Regions from separate parts of the Hordeum vulgare genome. Here region 1 is linked to region 2. A link is a contact called in public Hi-C data. All regions are on one chromosome and are shown on one strand. The core of a region is the stretch at or near the end of the contact, and the rest is flanking DNA. Distances in the headings are between cores, read along the strand shown. Region 1 holds the start of LOC123402112 (actin-related protein 3). Region 2 overlaps LOC123404678 (CCAAT/enhancer-binding protein zeta).

The links. A called contact is a pair of places that touch in the nucleus more often than the background predicts.
Region 1: a contact with region 2 is called in a Hi-C map of leaf, with 9 times the contacts expected there. The contact joins the promoter of LOC123402112 here to the enhancer-like site in region 2. A contact is called at or near these places in 3 of 6 Hi-C or Micro-C datasets (leaf and seedling) and 1 of 1 datasets of contacts at active chromatin or transcription factors (embryo).

The regions. Positions count from the first base shown.
Region 1 is chr6H:333,746,285-333,750,104 of MorexV3_pseudomolecules_assembly, reverse strand. LOC123402112 (actin-related protein 3) reads right to left here and starts at 2,179. Exons shown (of 10, transcript XM_045095993.1): 1 at 1,681-2,179; 2 at 1,367-1,601; 3 at 1,056-1,280. The coding sequence starts at 1,727.
Region 2 is chr6H:333,553,319-333,557,040 of MorexV3_pseudomolecules_assembly, reverse strand. LOC123404678 (CCAAT/enhancer-binding protein zeta) reads right to left here. Exons shown (of 16, transcript XM_045098615.1): 16 at 3,406-3,722. Among protein-coding and RNA genes, the nearest start is that of LOC123404678, 17 kb to the right of the region's middle. Within about 2 kb of position 1,745, at least 3 of the 3 cell types and tissues checked have open chromatin away from gene starts, as enhancers often do. A contact at or near this core is called in leaf and seedling, where this site is marked.

The DNA.
Region 1 (3,820 bases), core at 930-3,429, 190 kb before region 2:
TCTACCGCAAGGCCGACAACGGATCCCGGCGGCATGGTGCTGTGGAGTTTCAGCGACAGGCGCGTGTGGATGGATACATGCAGGATGGTGGCGTTGTTTGCCGCCGTGGTGGCGTCGAAGGCGGCCCTGGCAGGGTCGGTGCGTCAGTACCTGCTCTGGAGATGGATCAGTGGAAGACGGCGGCGGCGGCCTCTGAGAGTGCGCCAGACCGGTGTGACCTAGTCCCGGTATTGTGGCTGGGCTAGGGCAACTGGCTTTAGATGTTAGGCTTTGGTGTGATGTCTGTTTGGTATTAGGCTCGGTCATTCGGCACCCCTTCATCAAGGGGATAGGAGCGACAGGTGTTGCGAAGATAGTGGCTTCAGACTTACTGATGTATTATACTTTGTAAGGTCATTGTGAATAATTAATAAAATGGCTGCATGCATCGCCCAGATGCAGAGGCCGGGGGTATATACCCTCCTTTTCTAAATAAAATGTTGTCACGGATTTAAGTCCTTGCAAGCCGTCTAATCGGGAAGGTCCAATGGCTCACATGCCCCACACTAGTGAGTTTAACATTACATTTTGTAATTGTGGACCTTATGGTTCTACAGCATATAACCTACAATTCCATGAAGGTACAAATCCTGGTTTAAGTATCTATTTGTAACTCGAACAAGGCATGAGCAGAAGATAATTAATTTTCAGATGCTCAATACTAAACTATAGTACGTAGCTGAAATTTGGGAGTAGTGATACTGGAAAAGCACCACTTAATAGCATTTTCGTAACAAATCTAATATGAAAAGAAGTCTTAGTGGTACTCAGTCTTCCCCAGGACACAATACATGTTGAATGTCCAAGACAAGAGATCACATAGCATAACCTAGAGTATTCTACATTGACAGAACAGAACAAACGAGGTAATCGAAAAGGGAACCACTGTAAATCTTGCTCGTCGGAAATGTGCAATACAACAGTAAAAGTATACTGAATGGCCAGTTTCAGAGTCCAGGCTCGGGAAATCCTAAAAGCTCAATCAATAACCACAAGAGAAAACTCTGACGACTAACCTTGGTTGTTGTGTATCCTGCGGCTAGGGCAAGGACGGGTTGAACCGCTATGTACAGACCAGGCACATTGAACGTCTCAAACATGATCTCCCCGGTGTACTCCCGGGTTTCAGGAGGAGTCAGTGGGCTCTCGGTCAGCAGGAAATAGTGATCTTCTGGGTCACACCTGAGGTAATTGAAAATGCACTGCTGCCAGAACTTCTCCATGGTGTCCCAGTTGTCAACCTGAGCAGTTAATTTTCAGCCCAAGTTAACGAAGATCACGCACGCACATGAGAGTTCAAAACATAACATCAACATTCGGCACCCACCTGGCCGTTGCGAATGGGGTAGCTCAAGCTGTATGTGCTGCTGGAACGTGACCGGGCTAAAGCCTCCTCCCCTATGAGGAAGTCGAGATCGGCCATGACGCCAGCGCTGTGCTGCGCCAGCCAGTTCCCCTTGGCGGTGGCCCGCGTCTGGTCGGAGAAGGACTCGTTGACGGCGACGGCGGTGGGGGTGATGAAGCAGGGCTCTACGTTCCCCGCGAATCCCATCTTGGTGTAGCTGCCACGGTTACTTGGATCAGCATCGCGCGTTCGACCCACGCGCAGATCTGGTAAGCGTGAAGGACAGAGATGCGTACCCGGTGCCATTGTCGATGACGACGGCGGGGCGTGAGGTGGGGTCCATCGTGGTGCAGGGGCGGAGATGAGGTCACCGGCGGCACCACCGGGTTGCGCCTGGCGAGAGGAAAGTCGGCGACGGGAGGAAACGGTAGCGGGCGGCAGCCACCGTCGCAGCGGCGGGCATCCCACCACCGACCGGCACTAGTGGTAGTAACCGCCACCGAAGGGGCCGAGCTTGGGCTGGTTGGTGCGGAGTCGAGAGCGCGAGAGGGGACTAGAAGCTTGGAGAAGAAGGGAGATAATCGAGGAATCGTGGTGGAGAGTGGAACCTGGAGCGAGATTAGCTTGTGCTTGTGCTTGTGCTTGTGCTTTGGGTTTGGTGTTGCTTTGCTTGGCTTTGGGATTGTCGGGGGTGGAGAGCGGGTTGCTGATGCTGCCGGTGTCCTCCAGTGTTGTTCTTTCTCGGGTTGGTGCGGGCGGTGACGGTGTGGCGTGGCGTGGCGTGGGGGCGTGCGGGATGATTGCGACGCCGCCACCGACGGACGGCCTCGTGCCTTTCCTTCTCCTCAATCTCCGGTACTACTCACACTCACAGCAGTGGGCACGTACTCAAATTTCGGCGTTTAGCAGCTGACAGGCGGGCCTGGAGGACGTCTTTTACGCTGATAGGTGGGCCTGACGCGATAGTAGAGAATATTTTAGCCCTCTGTCTGGACGTGGATTTGCCACTAAACTAACAAAAAGAATCACCACCTGTCACATGTTGGTAAGCAACCTACACAATTACTACAAAACGTAACTTTTTACTAGTACAATTGCCGTGCGTTGCAACAAGAGTTTCAGTACAAAGCAAATACCACATGTCACATGTTGGTAAGCAACCTAAACAATTACTACAAAACGTAACTTTTTACTACGACAATTGCCCGTGCGTTGCAACGGGAGTTTCAGTACAAAGCAAATACCACAGGAGCTTCACTACAAAGCAAAAAAACAGGTACCATAAACTATGGTTAGCCAGGTTGAGGAAGTGAGTTGAAGCATGAAGGTCATAAATGACATCTTGTCCGGCCTGCCAAACAAATAATTGAGAAAACACTTAATCCTTCTTGGTTCGACCATAAAAGACCGAAAACAAACATGTTAAATTTGCACCAATAGCAAGCAAAAAAATCAAGGCGCAAGTTGTTTTGGGTTTTCTTCAATAAACAACATCCAAGTTGAATACTCCCTCCGTTCTTAAATATAAGTCTTTTAAGCGATTTCACTAAGGATCTACATACGGAGCAAAATGATTGAATCTATACTTTAAAGTATGTCTATATACATCCGTATGTAGTCCACTAATGAAATCTCTACAAAGACTTATATTTAGGAACAGATGGAGTATTAAACTATGCAAAGAAAGTTCACCTTTTTCCTCATCAGGCCGCGGCGCCCACCCATCATGCTGCTGCGGTTGGTGTTGAGCTGATGGCGGGGTGGCCGCTGAAATCCCCGTTAATCCTGGTGTTGAAGTGCAGTATCATTAGCGGCCCCTCCACTACAAGGCCCTGGTGTCCAACAACTCCTAAAATGAGTAGGACCATCGGCTATAGGTAAAGAGAGAAAATAGAAGGAAAGTAAACCGAATGATGAGAGGAAAACTGATGGTGCAAAAGCCAGAACAAGCAAGCATGAAGCAAAAGATGTAGAAAATCTCAAACCACAAAAGGTGCTTAAGCAAAAGTTTTCACTCAAATTCCAAACTTAAGATCACATTTAAGTACGTGATGCAGCAATTATCAATTTGTAAAATCAACAAAATACATAACCTACTCTTCAAGCTGTTGTAATTAACGCCAATGTTCTCCCTGAGAGATAAAAAGAACATGTTATTTTTGCTTCTTCGTGAAGCATCAATAAACAATTTCCTTGTCTCAAATATAATGGAACTTGAATAAAGTGACCCATCTGCTCATGTACAAGCAGGTGTAAGAAACTATAAATTCTGTGTAAGAAACTATAAATTCGGGGAAATGTAATGAAATCCTTGGACTGCTGAATTTGCACAGAAGGTTTTCCTAAATTATCGAGGAGCTTGCCAACAACTATCATGTAGTCTTGTCATGAATGCAGCCACGTAGGTAAATCTTTAACCAGATTCTGCCTACATGT
Region 2 (3,722 bases), core at 496-2,995:
CTAGACTCACTCGTAGTGCCTTATGTCATGACTTAGTAAAATGTGTGGGACAGCACTTTGTAAAACAATCATAATGTCAAGACGACAAAATGTAGGCTTTATCAATAATCATTGATAATCTGCATGGGCGGTAGATCCATATGACTACCTTGTGATCCCAAGCATCAATTTGAAAAATAACACTTCAAAATTTGCATATTTATTTGCAAGAAATTGAAAATCTCAATTGCAAATAGACGTATTGATCTTGACATGCGTTGAACATGGAAATAAATACATTTCGAAATACATCGTACTCAACAGAGAAACAGTACCGTAGAAGTACTGAATTTATCTTCGCAAGACATTAAAAATCTCTATTGCAAATGGACAAAATTAATCTCAACACGTGATAAACATGAAAATATATTTCATCAACTTAAGATCTGGAATACAACTCGGTACTCAACAGAAATACACTACTATTGTAATGAATAGTAATGATGTTGAAAACTTGATGCTCAAGTGAAAACTTAAATTGTATAGACCTCAAATTAAATGAGATGATCTTGTATCAAATTGCAAGATAATTCAGCAGAGTGAATTAATGTTTTGCGAGAGAAAATTGATCTCAATCGCAGTGAGATTGTTTTCGAAAAAAGAAAACAAATTCAATCGCAAATCAATATTGTTTTGCGAGAAAACTTAATCTCAATCGCAAATCAATATTGTTTTGCGAGAAAACTTAATCTCAATCGCGGAAAACATGTGCTAGAAAATTTGATATGTGGTAAACACATTGAACATGTCAAGTATCAATGTACAAATATTTCTGGAATTTTAAAACTCAACAGAAAACAGTACTAAAATTATGGACTATTTTAGCAGATCTAAAACAAAAGTAAATTACTGCTAGAAGTGTTGTTAGGAGATTAATTGCTAATCTGCTAAACAAAGATGCAAATAAGCAAATAAAACAGGCGTTGCGGCCTGCATAAAGTACCAGCCACAAGCAAATTTGCCACGTGAAGGCAGCCCATCCAGGCCAACGCGAGCAGATAAGGAAGAGGGACCAGAGGAAATATCCACCACCGCTTTCGTTCCCAAATCGCACCGAGACGGGCGGAGACTCCCACGGCTAGTTGGCCACTTCACCGGCGGAGAGGTGAGCCCCCTCCGTGCTCGTCATCTTCCTTGGGAGAGGAACCACCAAGGAGCCCGTGGCTGGAAGCCACGCTGATGAAGGCGCCGTTTGCGGCACCGTTCATGAGATCGAGCGCCGCGTCCGAGCGCGGGCGAGCGCAACCATGGCCTGGTGTGGGCTCGAGCGGGCGTGGGCGTGGCGTGGCCTGGCGCGGGCGGCGGTCAGGGGGAGGGGCGCGGGCGCGGCCCGGCACAGGCGGAGGGGCGCGGGGCACGGCCGAGCGGACGGGCGCGGCTCGGCACAGGCTGAGGGGCGCGGGGCGCGGCCGAGCGGACGGGTGTGGCCCGGCACAGGCGGCGGCCACGCAAACGGGCGCGGGGTATGGGCGGGCGCCACAGCCACGGCGTTCAATGTCAGGCCGAACCACCAAAGGACGCTGCGTGCTCCTCCCTAGGAGTCGCGTCGGGCGTTGCCACACTTTCATCGACCGCCTTCGTCGTCGCGTGGATGTAGAAGATGCGGGTGCGCCGCTGTCGAGGAACCGCTGTGGGCTCCATCGCGAGCCGTGATGGGGAGGGCGTCGGCCACTACTGTCTGCGTCCGGGAGAAGGAGAACGAGAGGGCGAGACCAAACCATGCGCTGGAGGGCGCCAGGTCGAGCACTGGCACCTGGGCTCCAGCGCCGCTTCGCATGTGGTTGGTCATCGGCGACGAGAACGACATCCGTAACTGTCTGGATGGACTGATCTCTCTTGTGGCCTTCTGCTCTCGGTAGAGACACGTGACTGATAACGTATTAAACGGAAACGAGATTGAATGAAAGTGAATGGACAATTAGTCTTGTTTCTATTGATTCTCAAGTATACATACATCTGAAAAAGGTGCGAAGAATAGGTGTATGTTCGAAGACATCCCTTCAGAACAGGTGCGTATTGACAATAGAGAGAGAGGAGACACGATTGTTCGGAGTTGGACACATCCCTTGAGTTAATGTACTGACTAATTTCTAACAGGCATGCAGATCCTACCCCAAGCGACCTTGCATTAGCCACTGTGGCAAAATTCCTGGCCTTTCCAAAGCCATGCACGCCTAATCTTGTCGATTTGCCAGCTCACCCACCTCGGCATCTCATGCGCCGACATCTAGTGCACCGTGAACGCTGAGAACACCCAGTTGAGGAGGACCAGCCTGCGTGCGGTAGCAAGCAATTTGAACTTCCAACACGCCAACCTTGCCAAGATTTTTTCAATAAGCGGTTGCATATCACTCTTGCGCAGCTTGTGGAGGGAGAGCGGGAGACCGAGAAATCTACATGGAAAGGTTGTGCATATGGCCCCCAGGGGTCCGACCACGTCGTGTAAGCAGAAGATGTCGTCATTGATGGCCAACATCGTACTCTTGGTGAAATTTACTTTGAGTCCCGTAGCGTCCGCGAATGCTCGAAGGATTGATCGCAGCGTTAGCATTTCCTGTCTCATTGGGTTGAGAAAGACTGCGACATCATTAGCGTACAAACAAGTGCTTCTAGTCAATTCTCACTTGTGGGCGTTGATGTTGGTCTTCTAGTGGACCACTATTTTCCACCACCATCCCTCGTGGTGAGGATGTGTAGCACCGCGCGGCCGTTCAAGTCAATGTTGTCGATTCCCATATCTTCCGAGAGAAGCTCCTCAACCTGTACACACCGCTAACAATAGCTACTTTGTCGTGTCCAAGTTCTCTCACATGCTAATCACAACATCAATTGGTGGCTTGAGATTAAAATGAGCATCAAATACACTTACACTGGTAATGTTTCAAACAATATGGGCACTGTCCCCATGTGAAAAATACAATCCATTGATAAACATTTTGCGTTTGCATTGGGCGTCCTGCTCTATTAGATAGTGGCCTCTAACGTGCAGTGTGACGTGTGGCACGTTGGCTGGTGATTGTTCAGTTTACGTAGGTGCCTTGTGACGTGTGGCACGTTGATTGGTGATTGTTTAATTTATGCATAGGTGTCTTGTACTTCACCTTCCTCGTGCTGCCGTAAAAACATTGTTTGCTAATATTCCATGGGTTTCCAAGTATAAATAACGGTTTGCTAAAGCACATATCATTGATTTTACTTGAAGATTCATACAGATATTTTCTTTTTCCTTTTTCTGTTTTCTTCTTATGTTGATTGAGTCATTTAGATGTGCAATACTTAAGACACATCTAGACAAACTCAATAATAATCTGTGTCTTACAGATCTCGAAATTAGGGATATCCATTTTCTCCATGCTGTGGACGTTCTCATGAAAAAGTAATAAATTTAGGTGGATAATAGCTTCAGGAACCCAGTTTACATAATTTAGGAAAAAAAATTGTTTGCAACATACAAAAAATGTCAAAATTAGACGCCTAGACAAGATAACTGATCGCGTAATTCTCCGAGCCTGATCACACGCCGTTCTTTCTTCCTGCAAGAGCCAGCGCGTCCCCACGGGCAAAAGGATGGGCAGAGAGGAACTGGTGGCGGCGAGTGCCAGAAGGTAGACCAACATGTTATAGCCGCTTGCACTATGAGAAGATCCACTTGTGTCTTCCAAATCTATCGCAACAAACATTTT